Linked DNA regions of Gossypium arboreum: region 1 is linked to region 2. Evidence: chromatin contacts called from public Hi-C data. All regions are on one chromosome and are shown on one strand. The core of a region is the stretch at or near the end of the contact, and the rest is flanking DNA. Distances in the headings are between cores, read along the strand shown. Region 1 holds the start of LOC108487030 (histone-lysine N-methyltransferase CLF-like). Region 2 has its middle 22 kb from the start of LOC108487186.

Region 1 (5,841 bases), core at 2,964-5,463, 140 kb before region 2:
TGAAAATTATAGGACTGAGAAAATAAGAATCTAGGAGCCTAGCAACATACTCAGGCAATTATAAACATCTAGAATTGCATGAACAACTCACAGGAAATATTAGGTCCTGAGAACATCCATGTAATCTGCAATCAAAGACCTGCCAAATATAAGAAAAACGGATACAATTAAAGAAGATAAGAAAACAACACAGAACATGATAAAGAACAAGAAAAATGCTTACAAGGCACCGTCTACAAAATAAATTGTCAAAAGAATCAAGAGCTGCTTCAAGATCCTTATCAAGAAAGGAATTCCAATTTTGTTCTTCAGTATCCCTATTCTTAGAGGCCCCAGTGTCCTCCTCCTTCATAAGAGTTTCGTATCTTGCCTGTATAAGATGTTGGATGGTGTTTCATATCTCTGTAAAGCCAGCAAAAAAGAAAATGGGGAACAGCTGGACCTAAGTTTACACTATGACCAGTTTTATCAGAAAATGAGCAGTGGGGAAAAACAATCCCTTCAAAGAAGAGTCTTAGTAGCCAAAAATGTAAGAAAAAAGGCCACCTCTATTTTTTTTTTAAGAAAAAGAAAAATCAAAGTCCAACATGCAATTTCCAGCAAGGGTGCATACCTTGACATCAGCTGGACTTCTAGACAAACACTGTGCTAGTGATTCCAGCACCGGATCAGACAAACCAACTTCCTTGATAGTCATTCTGACAAGTTTATAACAGCATGTGTGAAAATAAGCAATAATTGGACGGAGTTCAGACATCAATTTTAAGAATCCTTGAAAGATGTAGCGTTATTGGCCCTTAAGTCAATATGTAGAAAAATAATAATGGAACAAGACCATGCAAGGATCACTAATGCAATATGAATTAAATTTCATAGAACATGTTTAGAAACATCATGTAAAGATAGCTTAGAGGTTCATTAAGTAAATAATAATGATTTTGCAACTATTTTAAGGATATTAGAATTTGATTCAAAGTAGCATAATTACATAAGCATATATTTCCTTTCAAAATAAGAAACGAACTGCTTCTTTTCCACCTAAAATAGTTAACTAAATTAAAATGGTGAAAATTCAAAAGGCACAAAGAACCCTAAAGCAACACAACATTTACAAATCTAAGCAAATTAAATAATTGATGCCTTACCCATATTTTTTTGGAATACTTGCAATGTATCCCATAATTATCAATCTTTTTTTATAATTATTAATTCCAAACAACACAAGTAAATTATGCATACCTTTGTCGCTAAATATTTAAAATACATCTTTATGTGTTGACAAAATTCTAATTACTGCAGCTATACATGTTTTCGGTAGGGGTCAGCAAAATCCGATTTGACTCGAAAACCTCCATAAAAAATTCAAATTTTGAATTAAATAGTTCGAGTTATTTGAGTTAATCAAGTTATTCATATCAACTTGAATAAAAAATCAAGCTTTTTGGTTTAACTCGAATATGAATTACACAATTCGAGTTATCCGAAAATTCGAATAAGAAAAGGTAAAACTACGTCTTTTTGATAAATGTTAAACTTTTCTAAAGTTAAAAGTCAAAACCATTAAGTTAAAAGGCAAAACTACGTCGTTTTGATAAATATTTACTCATTAAGTTAAAAGGCAAATAATCTTGTAATTCCTCTACTAGTTAAATAATTGGTGAATGCAAATGCAAAATTGAGTATAAATAATAGGGTTCGTTAACTCGACTCGAAATTTTTTGACTCGATTTGGTTCATTACGAAAAAAATTCAAATTGAGTTCGGTTGCTAAAATAGGATCCGTCAACTTGACTAACTCGAAATTTTTTGACTCGATTCGACTCGATCGAATACTCACCCCTAGTTTTCAGACTATTTTCAGATTTCTACACTAGATCAAGTAGTAAAAGAAACAACATATATTTCACGGTAGAAAAAGAGAAAACAAAACCAACCGGAGAATAAAGTCTTCAGATTCAACAAAATCTTTCTTTTCTTCATCTTCCTCAATTAGTTCCTCCTCACTGTCGCTGCAGATAAGTGCTTCACCACCATTCTGATCATAGTATATTCTCCTTCTACCCACCACTGATTGATCCTCTGTCATTCTTTGATTTCTACAGCCAGAGAAATTATTTAGTTTATCCTTTTCATAGAAATTGAGAAAAAAAAAAAGGCAAAAATAACCTATTCAAAATTTAATTTTGCTAGCGCTCCCATCTTGCCTAGGTGTGTGAAACATGTGGAATCCGAACCTCCCATTGGGCAAGTAATCAAGCTCAATGTGGACAGAGCCTGTTTTGCAAGTGACCACTGTGGAGACACTGGAGTTGTGGCCCGTGATGAAGTTGGCTTTTAGTCCTTTGTGGTGCAGCTCAAGCTATTAGAGGCCCCTTGACACAGGAATTACTTGAGGCGAGAGGTTTCACTTTAGCTCTCAAATTAGCTAAGGAGAGGGGGGAGATTCATTTGCAGTGGTGAACAAGCTCCAAAGGGATGGACCAAGACTTATCTATCCTAGGCCTACACCTCTCTGAAGCTCACAGACATGCTAAGGATTTTCAGTCTATTACTTCTGCTCATATTGGTAGAGTTGGTAACCTAGTTGCACACCATTTACCTACTTGGGGGGGGGTTCGTAATGGCATTTTCTATTTTGGATTTGATTATCCTAGTTTTCTTCTGGAGTTTGTACTTTCTGTTTAATTTTTTTTAGTAATTTCCATATCTGTTTTCCGGTTCATGTTTGGGGTTTGTGACTGCCCCTCCCAACAACATCGTCTCCAAGGTTCAAACCTGCGTCTTCCCTTGGGAGGGAAATATGCCTTACCATTACATTTCTTTCTAACTGACGTTCTATATATAAATAAAGAATGCAAGAATACATGACATAAAAAAAAGCTGACAAGAATTCTAGTTACTCTCACAAACCTGTCTAGAAATATCCATGTTGTATAAGGTGGCAGCTTTTTTACTTCAGTAAGCTTAATAGGGCGAACAGCATTCTTAACTGGAATACTAGATCCCATAAGAACTGCTGTAGACGGTTCTTGATAGCTATAACCATCCTTATCCCCATTACTTGCATCAATGCCATTTTGCATACCAAGTGCATCTTTTTGCCTCTTTGTCAATAGATCAGAAGCACTATCAGTGTCAATAATCCAACTGCTTCTCCGGTCCTTTGACAATTTATAAAGATGGCTTGTTATACCAACTAATTTTTGCTTGTTTTCTTCCAACCTTGTCTGGAAATAAAATAAACCAAAATAGATTAGCATGTATAACATTTATTTAAGCTCCTGAATAATGAGATAAGCCAGGAATTCACCTTTACAGAAAGAGATCGATCTGCAGCAACTTGTTTCTTTAACGAATCAATTACTGATAAAATCTCCTTAACAGACAGGGATTTTCCTTCAATTTGTGTCATCTGCGTAAAAGAAAAAAATCCAATCCAAGTTTATTATTATCAGGTACACATAATTCAAGACAGAAATATCTACCAAAAAATTGTTGAACAAACACTTTTAAAACTAAAGAGTATGAGAGGAAAAGCAAAACAATTTGACATCAAAAGCAAAGACTAAAATCAATCCAGTTTAGTAACATTTATCAGCTTATAAACGTGTCAATTATACACTAACTTTCAATGACGTAATAACCCATAAAATAAACTAAATTCAACAAAATGCAGCTAGCTCCTACGATAAAACAAAAAAAGAGTCCAAAATCGAGGGAAACAAAAATAGTTAAAATGAGAATCATAAGGAAATAAAATATTCATGTGAGAAAGAGAAAGAAAAATCGGAAATGCGAGACTTACCGAGGAATCCTTAGGAGGTTCCGATCTATCCGCCGAAGCAGAACGCGAAGGTTTCGCTGTCATAGTCGGAGAGAGAAGCGGTTAGAGTCCGAAAAAGTAGATAGGAAGATCCGGATCGGGATCCGATTCATAAGAAGACAATGCCGGAGTAGTAAAACAAGCAAACTAGGTTTTTTGGCGGGTCAAGCTTCAAACCCTAATTGTAACAACTTTCTTTCCCTCTCTTTAACATTTTTTTTTTTTTCCGTAGGGTCATTTTTTCTTTGTTTTTATTTCCTTTTCTACAGAGTTTTTTTAATTATTTTAAATAGACTGAGGTTGGAAAATGAAAAATAAAGTTTTGGGGGGAAAGAAACGTGGCAATCTGGTTTGAATTACGTACTGTTGAACTTAACAAAAGCTTGCTTTGTTTGGATCAACAGACACAATTTCCCATTTATATGAAAATGAGATATCTATTTGTACAACTCAAATAATTAAATATAATAAATTATTTTTATACAATATTTACTTTTGTCCATAATTTTTTAATTCTTAAATTAAAGAAAAACACTTTTAAACGAGTTTAAATTCATATCTTATTATTACAATAGCAATAATACTAATTGAATTAAAATTAAATTATATTTTAATTAAATTTAAATTTAATGCAGGTTTGGATGGAAGATTTTGAGAATAAATTTCATTTATGTTAAAATTTTGAAAATTCTAAAATAAATTCTCTATTTAAGTAAAAATAATGGATATATTGAAAATTTAGGAGGAAGTTGTAAGTAACTCAATTTCCATTTTCAAATTTCTCACTATTTTATTTTTAATATACATTACCCTACTATAAAATAAAAATTTTAAACTTAAAAAAAAACAAATTTTACTCAATTTTAATATATTTTTAAAATTTTATTTATTAAAATATTTATAAATTTTAAAAATATAATGGTATTCGTATTGAATATTTGTAATATTATTTATTTTTTATAATTATTTTTTATTTCTAAAATTTCAATAACTCAAGTTTGCTTAAAACAATTTTATTCAAACAAATCCATTACAATTACTAGCATTTTAAATTTATGAATTGGAAGTACTAGCATTTTAGAAAATCTCTAAAATTTTAAATTTCTTCACCAAACACACTCTCAAGCAATTTGAAGTATTAAATAAGACAATTTTAAATATTTGTAAATGTCAAGTAATTCGTGGAGTTCTTTTTTGTTTTTTATGTTCATTTTATAATTCATATTCAACGTTTGTGATTACTTTTCCAACAGTATCATTTTCATGGTTCAAACATGTATTCTCATTTTGAAATTCAATATGTTTTGCCAGTACATCTAACACGTATTAATACCTTGTAATTTTAATATAATTGTTTATTGTTAATTAATATTAAAAACCACTCAAACATATTTTTAATGGTACAAACAAACTCAATTAGTTTAAATTTTTATTTAAAATTGAATTTGAGTTTTAAAAATAAAATCATCAAATTCGCACCAATCTTTTATAGCGTAATCACACTTTTGTAATATTTAAAATCAAGTCGCATAATTTAAAACGATTAAGTTATTTACTTTAGTATTAAATTAAATATTATCCAATTCATTTAATTATTTGATAAATGTTATGAATTAAAAGTTTGGTTCTCCTTTTATCTATTAAAATTACGTACGTAAAACTGGTAAAAAAAATTTGTAACCTCTATTATTAAGCCTTTGTGTAACCAAATGAAAATTAATGTACCGACTCAATTCTGCACTAAATAATTTTATATTAATGAAAAATATATTTTCTAAAAATCCTACATTTTCGTTTATACAATATTAGGTTTTAGTTGCATAATATCATTATCTACTTTGATAAATGATTTTCTTTTTCTTTTATTGTTTTCGCTTTATGTTTAAAAGAAAACAATTATTTAACTAAATTAGATTATTAGGTAAGTGTTTTGCTTTATAATCTCGAAGATAGTTACGACTCTAAAAATATTTCAAATTTTGTTAAAAGAAATTAATAATTGACAATATTGTTTACGT
Region 2 (6,107 bases), core at 565-3,064:
AAATCATCATCCTTTCAGAAAGGAAATCATAATAATATTAGTGGTAAATTGAACGTCTCTTCGAAATCTCCATAATATATAAGATTCTTCTTCTTTTTTAATGGAAATCCCAATCAACTACTTAATTTAGGTCTAATATTTCTTTTTGGTGAAATAATGATTTAGAGTGATATTTCTCCATACTCTAATTTTCACTCGAAATTTGATTAATTCATTCTGTTTCGAACTATTAAAAAATTATTCAAACCCGACTCAAATTATAATAGGAGACACAACTTCAATCTGAATTTAATTTACTTTTTTTTTTTTGAAGCATATAAACTTAACTTTGAATTTAGACTTAAAACTTAATATATTTATATATTTATTTATTAAAAGTAAAAACTTAATTTATATGTATATTAGGGGCATTTTTATTAATATTTCTGGGTGGGGTGAGATGGATTTACCTCAAACTTGACTTCAACTCTGACTTGATTAATTTTTCTTAATTTTACCCGATTTTTCAAAAAAAAAATTAACCCTAAAAGAATAGATCAAATCAAAACCCATCAAATTCGGATTTCTTCCCTGTACAGCCCCTTTTTTACTACGCCTAACCAAAGAACCTTAACAAATAACCCATTTATTGTATAAACATAAAGTTACTTAAAACTGGAAATTACATTTTCAAATTAAAATCACAAATGAAATAAGATTTTGCTATTGCAAACATTAATTTGTTTTTAATAATTAAAAGAGAACCCGTATAGTTTGTAGAAAACTTGGGGTGTCCAGTTTTTGAGCTTGAGTTTTAAAAAAAAAAACTATTTGTTTACATAAAATTGGGTTATAAAATGATATGAAATCAGAAATTGGATCATTTTGCCTAAATTCATGGTGTGAAATTAAAATGATTGTATACACAGAATTAAAAATCTTAGATTTATGTTCATTAAATGTGTCATATTTGTATGGAACTTGATATTTACTAATTGGAGTCATGTTTCGTATATACACAAGATCTTAGTCATATGAAGTAATCTGTTGTGTTGCCCTAAAGGAGATAAGCCATAAATATACGAGAGAAAAAAGTAAATATGGGGCCGTCGCCTTTGTCCTTTGGCTTAATTAACATCATTATTCCGCCACCTTTTAAATACCTAACCGTCCCTTTTATGGCAGAAATTAATGGCAATGTTCATTATTCACTTACCAGATGATTTAATATAAATAAATAAAAAAGATACAGACTTAAAAATTCGGTTACATGATTAGGGGTGGATGCATGTCTTTTTTAGTGACGACATTTATACAAACCTCTAAATAAAAGTTGTCGCTAAAAACCTGTTTTTGTTGTAGCGGCTTGTTTTAGAAAGATTCCTAGAATGGCAATTCGTGGTGATTGAGATAGTTTCTTTATAAAAGAACAACGTCGCCAAATGTCTGGACCATTCATCACCTTGTCTTGTCTCCTTTCTACAAAAAAGAAGAAAAGGACTCAACAAGAGGGATAGGGATTTATTACTGTTACCCACACACTCGAGACCTTACTTGCGTATACTTGTAGAATTCGTCACTAGTAATCTCATTTATTCCGTGGGTAAAGTTAGCATTAATGGAAGTATGCATTTCAATAATTGGGGCTATTTCCTTTGATACAATCTTTTATTTTGCTTACCATTATTCAAATTAACCTTGGAAATCTGGTTTTTATATTTTCTGTATTTAGAATTTAAATTAAATATCCTAAAATCAGAAAATCCCAATCCAACCTATCTGGCCTTTAGATGTAGGACAAAAAATAAAATAATAAAATGAAGTGGGCACAATGCTATAAAGCAATTTGGCCGAAGAAGTTAGGTTCACAGCCGGCGCCCTTGCCCCAGTTCTCTACATTTTTTTTTTTTTTTTAATGAGTCCAGGTTGTTTACTTTTTTAATATTTTAAAATTTAATCCTTATATTTTATTTTTAAAATTTATGACATATTTTAATTTTGTTCTAAAGATCAAAGTTTTAATTAATATTAATTAAAGATTTCAACACAAATTCTTTACAACTTTGCATGTGATTCAATAAAAAACACAAAATTGAATTATGAAAATTTGGAATTAAGTTTTAGCGACAAACTTAATTTTAGGATAAAATTACCAAAGACAACATAATTTGCAGTTGGCACAAATTAGGTTAACTTGGCAATCTATAGTCGATAAAATAATATTTGGCCCTAACCCTACCGTTACCACGTTTCATTGCTACTCCTAAAACCTATATTTATTTGATTTATAGGATAAGATTTTATGTTAATTCCATAATAGGCCTTTTAAGATGGTTACAGAATTTGAGATTTTATATTATAGGTATAATGATTTATTTCATCCTTTAATTTTATAAAAAATCATTTTAGTTTTTATTTATTTTTTATTTTTTAGTTTTTAAAATTTTTTTTTCAAATCATCTCAAAATTAATAGAAAAGTTAACGTTTTGAACTTTGTTGACGTTGCATACATGTGGATTTTCATAGTATGACACTTCAACATTTAATTAATTTTTAAAATTTAAAATTTAAAAATAAAATCATTAAATTTATTTTAAAAATTATAAAAATGATAAAAGAAATAGTTTAAATATTTGTAAAAATTAATTAAATGCTAACATTTCATCCAAGTAATGATCATATCAACAAAAGTAAACAAAGGGTAACTTTTACATTTATTTTAGAGTAATTTGATAAAAATACAAATTCAAGAACTAAAAGAAACAAAAAATTAAATAAATAACTAAAATAATTTTTTTATAAAATTAAAGGGTCAAAAAAATTATTATCACTAAAAAAAAAGGCTAGCACCATAAATTGGTCTGGTCAAACTTGGGTAGCCATGCCCATAAGGATGGTACAAATTGGGCTTATTTTAGTACTAGACTAGCCTATAAAATTAAATGGAGCCCTTAGCCCCACCCTATTTAAATTTCAGCCGAATTGGTTTTAATTATAAATTATTGTTCAAGCTTTGCATTAATTCCTAAATATTTAACTTAGGATATAGGACAAGTGATAGGTCACAAATTCACTAATTTTAAAACTTGAATAAATTCGTTGATAAGGCAGAAGGATTGACTCCCATACAGACTGGATAAAAAAAAAATTATTGTGATTAAGGTTAAATCGTAGATACGACTAAATGATTTGTGAAAAAGTAAAGAAAAATTAAAATTTTCAATATTCAAAAATATAAAATGAATTAAATAAAATAAAACATAAATAATAATAATTTGAAATAATAAAGAATAAACTAATATGCTAGAAAATTCCAACTTCAAGTGTGATGTATGTAATAGGCCAATTTTGGCCTGGGCCCGAAAAAATAATAACCGAAGTCAAATGATACAATCGGTCGAAAACAAGCTAAAAAGGACCAAATTAAAAGACAATTATTAAATTGTGGCCAAATCAAAAAGATGAAGAAAGCTTAGAGGTTATCAAATTTTGTTGACTTGGTAAAATGCTAAAAATAGAAAGATATTATTTTTATTTTATTTTATTTTATTTTATTTTATTATTAAATTAGTTAGGTTATTTTTAGTAAACCCTATTTATATAAATAGGAGTATTTTGTTCTTTGAAAGGGGACGGATTACTGATCGATTACTTTTGGTATTCCTATTTCAATTTGGAATTAGATTATTCTCTCTTTTCCTATTTTCATTGGAATTGAATTATTTTCTTTTCTCTTTCAATTACATAGAAATTTTGTCCATTTCATTTCAATTTCTTTTTTTTTTCTAAATTCGTCCAATTGCTTTTAGCCCTTCCGTTTTTTTTATTGTTTTGCAATTAAGCTTTCATTATTCTTAATTTTGGCCCTAAAATTTGTTTTGACTACATTTTGGTCTTCCTTGAAGCTATGTGTTTTGGAGGGTGGGGATTATTTCCCTTTTGGTCCCTCCTTGTTATTCGCACGTTCAAATTAGTCTATTTCCTTTCATTTATTTCTAATTTGCCCCAAAATTTTGCTTTAAGGTTCGATTTAATCCTCTTTTATTTTCGCTATTTTATTATCGAATTAACTAATTTAATATATTATTCCTATTATTTTATGTTTCTATTTATATTTATTTTGTTATTCTAATATTATTATTATTTATCTATTTATATTTCTACTATTATTATATTTCTATTTATTATATTTTTATTTCTATTTATATACTAATATTATTTTCATTATTACTTTTTTCTTATATATGTTTTTTACTCTTATTATTAACATTCTATTTATTTATTTATTTTACATTTTTGTTATTATCTATTTTAATTTTTTATACAACGCTCATTTCAAATTTTTACACATTATTTACTTTAATATTTTCATATATTATGTATTTCAAACTTTTTTTTACACATTATATATTTTGAATTGTTTATATATTATTTTATCTTGAATTATTTTATATACTTTAGATCGCTTTTATAATCACCCGCGTTTCAAAGAACCCTCTCAACATAAAGAAATATTTTTTGTTTGGGAGGTCGTGCCCAATCATGTTTGGCTTCGATTTTCCATTCGACTAAAATACAGAATATTCTTTTAAAATTTCATCCATGTTTTCTCAAATTAAAATGAGGCGATGTTTCGTATTTGGAAATTCGATAAATCGTGCCCAATTGTGCTGGGTTTCGATTTATCGTTTGGGCCGAATAGCCAAATATTCTTTTTAAAAGTTTTAAGTGCATGTGTTTTGGAAATCCTGAGATGATCTTGTGTCGAGGGTTCGAAATATTGTATCCAATCGTGCTGGACGTAATATTTTATTCCTTCTAAGCGAGAGAATCTCAATATTCAATTCAAGTTATCCAAACGTTTTTAAAGATTGTATTTTAAAATCTTTTCAAATTTTCAACATTAGGATGTTAATCGATCAATACGGTACCAATTTTAAGCGTTGCGAGGGTGCTAATCCTTCCTCGCACGTAACCGACTCCCGAATCCGTCTTCTAGTTTTTCGTAAACCACAAACGTTGTTTTAATAAACCAAAATGTTTTATTAACATGATCGACCACAGGGTGACCCGATCACACCTAAACAAAAAGGATTGGTGGCAACTCCATACCTTGTTTTAAAGTCGATCCCCGTTTTTCAAAATAAAAATGGTTTCGACAACTTGGCGACTCCACTAGGGACCAATAAGAGAGTCAAGCCGTAAAATTGATTATTTTTTGTCCTTTTGTCAAAAATTTAAAATTTGATTTTTGGCATACGATCCTTTTACTGCATTCATTTTGGCTCAAGTCCCATAGAATACTCTTGCATTGCATATTGCATGACCGTTGTGGTCACACCATTTAAGTGGGAGTGAGAAGCTATGTCTTCGTAAGGTTTTCACCTCCGCATGGGCTAGTGGACTGCTTCCGGGATATATCCGTACCTATGTCTTCGTGAGGTTTTCACCTTTGCATGGCCATAGGGAAATGTATTCCCCTGAACTGAACTCGATCCACATGAGCCTATAATAGGTGGGGATTGAGGAATCTGTTGGTTCAGGTACCTTGTCTTTAGAACTAAACCGCATATAGCGAGCCTTAAGAGCCCACCCTAGGTAGAACCACTCCAAACCGTAGTGGTTACCCAAGTAAGTGCTCTATTTGCTACTTATTTCTTCTGTACTAACGTATTTTGTCTGTTTTGTTTATGATTGCATTGCATTACATCATCATAGAAAGGATGTGTTGATTCATATTTGATTGCTAAATAGAATAGTTTGTCATCAGAAAATGAATTTCTTGATAAAGTGAATTATAATACGGTTGTCTGAATATGGTCCAAGTAAACACAACGGAATAAGGCTGATAGTTCGCGGAGAAAAACAAGACTTTACCTGAGGATTCAAATCAATAAAGATTATCTGAAAGACGTCACATTTCAACTTTCTTAAAGGATCTAACGAACATTGCGAGGATAAGTGAGTATTAAGTCGGCCCGAATCAAGCAAAATGAGCTAGTAGGGGCATCTATTAGAAGCTTGCGAGGTTTGGCTTTTACAAAGAAAAAAATCGGTGTCTTCGCTTGGAACATGAGGGCAAGGCCGCATATGTAATCCGTTTTATATAAAGGAATTTTTTTCTAGA

Evidence for each region. A called contact is a pair of places that touch in the nucleus more often than the background predicts.
Region 1: a contact with region 2 is called in a Hi-C map of leaf, with 3 times the contacts expected there. The contact joins the promoter of LOC108487030 here to the enhancer-like site in region 2. A contact is called at or near these places in 3 of 5 Hi-C or Micro-C datasets (all in leaf).

What each region holds. Positions count from the first base shown.
Region 1 is chr10:18,822,180-18,828,020 of ASM2569848v2, reverse strand. LOC108487030 (histone-lysine N-methyltransferase CLF-like) reads right to left here and starts at 4,213. Exons shown (of 17, transcript XM_017791233.2): 1 at 3,806-4,213; 2 at 3,311-3,412; 3 at 2,911-3,227; 4 at 1,935-2,096; 5 at 614-698; 6 at 224-370; 7 at 92-139. The coding sequence starts at 3,868.
Region 2 is chr10:18,682,283-18,688,389 of ASM2569848v2, reverse strand. No RefSeq gene overlaps it. Among protein-coding and RNA genes, the nearest start is that of LOC108487186, 22 kb to the right of the region's middle. Within about 2 kb of position 1,814, at least 1 of the 2 cell types and tissues checked has an H3K27ac peak or open chromatin away from gene starts, as enhancers often do. A contact at or near this core is called in leaf, where this site is marked.